Regions from separate parts of the Astyanax mexicanus genome. Here region 1 is linked to region 2. The links are chromatin contacts, called in public Hi-C maps. All regions are on one chromosome and are shown on one strand. The core of a region is the stretch at or near the end of the contact, and the rest is flanking DNA. Distances in the headings are between cores, read along the strand shown. Region 1 holds the start of s1pr4 (sphingosine-1-phosphate receptor 4). Region 2 overlaps insrb (insulin receptor b).

Region 1 (3,533 bases), core at 591-3,090, 170 kb after region 2:
GCTGCAAAGAAGCTAACTGCATTTGTAGTTTGGTTATAATAATTTAGTTTCTGCTTCTGAAGTAAAGCAGTTTAGTTGGTCTAATTACATTAAAGCAAATTAATGAAATGATTTAGACTAGCCAAGCATCACCAGAGTCAACTTTAATCATGCACTGTAAAAATGTAAAGTCAGACCAGTTTAAAATGATGATGATAAGTGTTTTCGAGTAAACTCGGCTTTGTTTAGTCAAAGGTTCTTCTCCTATCATTTTTTTTGGTTCTGCATCTCAATTTGATGAACAACACATAATGAGTTGAGCCGCAAAAACAGCTTAACCGCAGCCAAATCTGATTGATTAAATATTATGCAAGATGTTTATAATGTGCCCCCCTTCTCTATCTGTTTACGGTATATACAGTTAATTTGTATGTTGGCATGTCGGTTATCACATGGTGTCTTCAGACTGGAAGACTTTGCTGTGTTGAGATATGAACTCATGATCTCCTCACACTTGATGAGCAGCCATTAGACTGTAGGGCCACTTGAGAACTTTAAAATGACACTACATAAGAATACAATTTTAAATAAAAATCTAGTAAATTTACCTTCATTTTTGGATACAGAAATGTACACAATTTAAATTTGAGAACACCAAGTTCACTTAAAAAACCTTATGTAAGCCCTTGATACATCATTTTAAATTAGTCCTTACATAGATGGATGCAATTCACAGTTGAAATGACCAAATTTGACTAAAATGTATGGGTGACAGATCTGAGAAGATCATTAGAGTTGCTGTGAAAGATTTCATTTCTCTCACACAGCTGGATGAGGTGAAGTGAGAAAATAAGGGAGGAGGCCCAGAGCCCTGCCAGTTCCTGTTTGCATCTTCTGCGAAACGTTGGGTAACCAATTTTTTTTGCCAAGATTAAGCTGTTGTAAGACTAGAGGTGGCATAATGTTAGAGGCATTGAAAACATCCCTGCAATATCTCTGCGTCATATTGCAACAGCACGTGGGAACAGTAGTGTGTTTGAAGTGTATTCCAGTTGGTTACATAATATCATTTAAATGGTACAAATTATAATGCAATGTGCTAGTTCAGTGTTCTATAAAAAATAAATAAATAAAACTCACAACGGTCACAGAAATAACTTGATCTGACAAAGGAATAATAAATAAAAAATTCCATGAAAATAAATGAAATCTGACATTGACTTTAAACCGTGGTTCAACAGAATTATTTTAAAAAAGTAAACTCATTAAACAGGCCTGGACAAAAAATATGATACCCCTTAAAATAATGTGACCAACTGGGCATGTCAAATCAAGGTGTGTCCACTAATTAGCATCTTGTAATTACAAGCAATCTTGTAATCAGTCAGTGGGTCTATATAGAAGGCTATAGGTACCGTAGTCACTGTGCTGTTTGAGAGGTGCAGAAGTCTCATCGACAGTTATTGTTTGTATATTCATATCATATAAATGAATATATAAATTCCACTATTACATAGACATATATAGACATATATATAGTCAAGCATAACATTATGACCATCTCCTTGTTTCAATACCAATTATCAATTTTTTTTATAGGATTAATTTGTAGGTCTATTGATTATCCTTTTTTCATCCTGTTCTTCAATAGTTACACATTTGTTTGTATATACTGATTAAAGCTATTACAAGTATATTTATGCTGTGACATCCTGTGGCCATGCAGGACATGACACACACATGCATTCCTGGAACACTGTCACAACTCGACAAAAAAGTGTAGAAAGTGTGTTAAAGCTACTTAGCGCTCACATTTTTAGCTCAGCAGACCTTTCTCCATTGGGTGTGTCAATATTTGCTGCAAGATACCGTAAGCTTACTTCCTTGTCAGTGTCAGGGTCACACACACACACACAGGATGGATGGCTACACACACTCCAGCATCAGCAGCAAGAGGTACGTCAGCCTGCAGCACACGCATGCTCCTAAATCCCTACTGACTCACTTTACTAATGCTATTTGTATTGTTATTTTTTGTCTTGTATATAATCATTTTAAAATGTGGAAGATGATTGAAATGATTTACAATATTTTTGTAAAGTTCACAAAAATGTAATTTAAGTTATTTTTTTTTGTTTATTGTTGTTCTCATTTTCTCATAATATTTTTGCACAGTTGTTGTTTTTTGTATGCAATGTGTGACTGAACTATTATAATAATTATAATAATCTAAATATCATGATAGCTGGACAAAAACAATATTCACTTTTGAAATGAATAATTGAAATACAAATAAAATTTAATTTTTATAATGAGTTTTTTTTGCTGAGTTGAAGTTTGGGCATTTAAACATGGCATGTTCTGCAAAACACATGTAAGCCTTTTAAACGTGCTGATAGTAGTAGTAGAGGAAGCCCCACCTTAACCACAAGTGTAGTAGTGAAACCAGAGATATTTAAATGTGCTACTCCACATATAACATGCCACCAATCTAGCCAGGCCACAAACACAGCTGACCAAGTGTTAAGGTTTGTGCCTTTATTTGTTTTACAATTGTTTTTGCCACATTTGAATTTAATCTTTATTTAGAAATAATTATTTCATTATTTTAGTTAGTGTTTATTTAAGTACCTTTACAAGTAGATATACATTACTGCCAGTAACTACCATGGGGTTTTGTGTATCCAATACTAATGATTCAATAACCGCTATGGATTATTATGTATCCACTTTTAATTATTCAGTAAATGCTATGGATAATGAAGTCTCCAATATCAGCTAGTTAATAACTGCTATGGATTACTAAATATCCACTATGCATAGATTAGGTAACCAGTACAAATTATTCAATAACTGCTCATCCACTATGAATTATTCATAGTATTATTATTATGTATTATATATTATGTATTATTATATACCCACTATGAATTATTCGGTTACTATTATTGGTTGTTAAATAACTCATATTACTAATATTTTACAAACAATGAATTATTTAATGTCTACTATAGATTGTTAAGAATCCACTTTAAATTATTCAGTATCTACTATAAATTATTCAATAACAACAATTTACTATTATGTATCCACTACATACACATTATTTGGCCTCAGATATGAAATACTCAGTATCTATTTTGAATTTTTCAGGCCTTTAACAGTTGAATGGATAAAGACCACATATTTGCAATGCTACTATTCAAAGTGCATGCTATCACAATGCAACGCTAACATGTTAAAATGTTTTTCTTGTATTAGGGTGCTCTAAGAGGGGGTGAATCTGCAGGAAATATCTGACTCCATTAGCAGACAGGAGTGAGAGACTTTGATTGCCTGACCAACTCTGAGACAGAGTCAATTCAGTGAGATTCAAATTGCTCCTCCAGTCCACAACGACCACCACCACAGAGTTACCAATGGAGTTCCTGCACAGCCTCAGCTCTCCCACCTCCTGCCCTTCCATCTACAGCCGCAACAACATCAGCATCATCCTGGAGCACTACAACTTCACGGGCAAGCTCCAGCACCGAAAACCCTCCAGCAGTGGGGTC
Region 2 (3,526 bases), core at 732-3,231:
CTTTATAACGCCGGAATGCAGCTGACCCTGAATTTAAAAATCTTCTGTGTGGCCATTCTCCAGACAATTGACATGTTTTGTAGACAAACAGCTAAAGTTTACTCAGTCAGCCACAGAGTGAAGCTACTTGGGGTTCAAGGTAAACTGTGTTTTGTGTTAGGTCACGGCCGGTTTATTGTCCAGCTCAAGCTGCAGACTGGAATACCGTTTTGGATCGGTCCCATCTCTAGTGACAATCCAGTTGGTTTCAGATGGATTTTTGTCAGACAACAGTTGAGTCTAAATTCTAAAGTTGATGCTGTGGGATGGTTCACTTTAATGAATGTTTACATCTGACAGGAAGTGAGGGTGGTTAGGCTGAAGCTTACTGTCTGGCATGAAGAAGTATGTGGGTTCAGTCCAGGAGCCATTTCCAGCCAAGGAAGTAGCTCTGATTCGGACGCTGTAGTTCCCAGGATGACCAACTCTCAGTTTGCAGCCCCTGGTCTTCTCATAACTAATCCTGGACACACAGTGATGCAATTCCTGAGAAAAAAGAAAGAAAGACAAAACATTGGCATTTGTTTTTTAAAAAAACAGTTCATTTATTTGAGATGAGAGGGTTTAGACAGTTGCCATAGCAACAGAAACACTCATACAGAGCTCTCAAAAACACATTTGTCTCTCTGGAAAACTCATTAAAAAGAAGATTTAACCAGACTGAAATCTTAATCAGTGTACAGGAGCTGCTGTAGGAAGCTGCCTAAAAATGCTCTGATAGGTTAATAATTATAGTAATGCATTAAAGAGCTGTAAAATAAGACAGACAAAATAATTTCAATACCAGTGTGTGGACTGAACTATGATTAATTTTTTCACAAAACATTTTTTTTTTCCTGATATGTCTACCGTCAAGACTTAAAACTAAAATCTAGGGGCGCCGAGTGGTCCAGCAGTCTTAATCGCTGCCACTATGAGCGGGAAGTCGCACACAGCACTTGCTCAATATAAAACCTCATGTTGCAAAACATTAATTATTATAATACATCATCCAGTTTTATTCTATTCAGTGTGAAATATAAATTATGTTGTTTGTGGTGACGCATATTGACTGACACTAACCTCAGTATCAGAAACTCGACGGTAGTTAATCTCATACAGAACAATCATGCCATTTGGAGCTTTCGGTTCCTGCCAGTGGATGTAAACAAACTCCGGCTCTTCTGGAAGGATCTCATGAGTGACTGCTCCGAAGATATCGTCAGCTTTGACTGCAGACAAAAAAAAAAAAAAAAAAAAAAATTATATATATATATATATATATATATATATATATATATATATATATATATATATATATATATATATATATATATATATATACGCTGGATTTAGCCGTTAGCCAGGCTTAGATGAAATTTTGTTACAGTTGGGTTTTGATGGTATTTAAATGTAGAGAATGATTTTGGGATACAGTCAGGATGAGAAACAGTCCTATAGTCAGTTGTTGTGTTACAAGCTGGTCCAGAAGCAAATGAATTGGGATACAGTCCTGTTGTGGATGAAATTGTTTGTTACAATCTGGTTCCAATAGATTTTTTGAGGTACAGTTCGGTTTTGATGGAATATCAATAGATTAGTCAGTTTCAGACAAATTTTGTTAGGGAAAAGTTGGGTTCAGATGGATTGTGTTCAGGAGTATGTGCTATAGGTGGGGTTGAACTGGGCAAACAGTGTTATTGTTAGACTACAATTTTTTTCAGATAAAATAAAGGCTGTAGGATACAGTGGTTTGTGTGGCTGGTCAGTGAATACTAACCTTCAGGCATGGTGCGTGCGCTGACGTAGGTGGCCATGCTGCAGAAGGCAATGTCGGTAAGGTGATTACAGGCCTGGATCTCGATCTGGTAGCTAGTGAAGTGATGAAGGTGGGAGATGACGATGGACTCTTTGGAGCTAACTATGAGGACCTGCTTTTTCTTCTGTTCCTCTGGGCCTATAGTGGGGGCGGAGACATTTGGGAAGGTGGGGGGTGTGATCAGGAGGGTGGAGTGGGTGGAGTTAGCTATTCCCAATGACCGGCGGCGACGGGATGGTCTAAAACAGACAGATATACAGACAGACCATTAGCAATGCAGGCTCATATAAAACAGTATTTCAAAAGTATTAAAACAATTGAGACCAAATACTATTTATGAACATAGCCTTTTTGTCTGCCAGACACTGTCATAAGGCCTGGTATTTATATAAAAACTGTTTGCTGACATTTTAAACCACCACAGCCCCACCTCCAGCTAGTCTATTATCAGCTATTAACAGTTAAATCCAGTAGATGGCACCAACACCTACTTCAGAAAAATCCCTCAACCCCTGTGATTGTTCCAAATGTTCCCAATAGATGGCACTACTCCTACTGAATTTAAAAAAAGAATCATTGAGTCTACTGGGAGGTTCAAGTCAAGCACTAATGAGTCCTGATCTGCAACAAGATCATTCAGCACTCATTTATCAATAGGTACAGTGGTTTGCACAAAGGATGTAATTGTTTAACTAGATTAGAAAGCACTATCCCACATTATTAACACATAGTTGTAAACCCCTTCCTACAGTTTAATGACAATGCTTTCATGTACTGGGCAAATTATTAGAAACCCCATGAGCTTCTCTAACTGGCCACTTTATTAGAAATCTCTGCCTTTTGCTTTACTACCATATATGTCCACCATATATGTACTACAATATATATGTCTGCGTGGATATTTTGTTTGAACTCTCCTCAATTGTGTTTTCACTCACAGGCCATTCATACCTTGTGCTTCACTAACTAGCCACTTTACTAACACACTGTACCTTGTGTTTTTTGGACTGACATGTCTTTGAAACCCCTACATTATGCTTTACAAACTGGCCATCTTCTAGAACACCTATCTTATGCTTCCTGTCAATGGCAAATTTTGAATTCTATCGACCTTATAATGAAGCTCCACTTTATAAGTAGACAGTTACATAGAGTATGCTGCTGCTAATCCACCACCCTCCACTCCTCTGCACTGCATATCCTCCATATGGAAACCACCTACAGAATAAACAGGCTTTTAAAAGCCCTGAAAGATGAACATTTGTCTTTTCAGAGCGTTTCAATTGGTCTATCAGGAGTCTGACACAGACAGCTCCCAGCGGTGTCTAAATGAGCAAAGAACAGCAAGGGCAGTTGCTGACGTCAGGACCAGGAACACACAGTCATTAAGAGGCCCACTCCCCGGGTGGTGTATAGACACCGTCCTGCTCTCTCCGATTGGTTTTCCGTGATCTGAAGCCCATGCCTCTCATCCAGGCTACTGTAAAACACAATGGGGGACTGCAGCAGATAGCAGAATGCAGCTGCACACAGCGCTGGCTTAATTTAAAACCTTATTTTGCAAAACATTAATCTCTGAATTATTAAATCAGAAGTTCTCAATCATGTAGTAAAGTAACAGCATTTAATAAATAAAGACTTCAAGCAGACCATCTGACTATTCAACAGTTTGTTGTTTTGAGACCTTCT

What was found. A called contact is a pair of places that touch in the nucleus more often than the background predicts.
Region 1: a contact with region 2 is called in a Hi-C map of blood, with 3 times the contacts expected there. The contact joins the promoter of s1pr4 here to the enhancer-like site in region 2. A contact is called at or near these places in 2 of 3 Hi-C or Micro-C datasets (blood and muscle).

The regions. Positions count from the first base shown.
Region 1 is chr16:27,154,238-27,157,770 of AstMex3_surface, forward strand. It overlaps s1pr4 (sphingosine-1-phosphate receptor 4), which reads left to right and starts at 1,841. Exons shown (of 2, transcript XM_007246206.4): 1 at 1,841-1,935; 2 at 3,241-3,533. The coding sequence starts at 3,399.
Region 2 is chr16:26,979,765-26,983,290 of AstMex3_surface, forward strand. insrb (insulin receptor b) reads right to left here. Exons shown (of 21, transcript XM_007236547.4): 11 at 1,799-2,076; 12 at 1,102-1,250; 13 at 369-525. All of the region lies in intron 3 of LOC107197052 (dynein axonemal intermediate chain 3-like), which reads left to right. Among protein-coding and RNA genes, the nearest start is that of arhgef18b, 32 kb to the left of the region's middle. Within about 2 kb of position 1,982, the one cell type or tissue checked has an H3K27ac peak away from gene starts, as active enhancers do.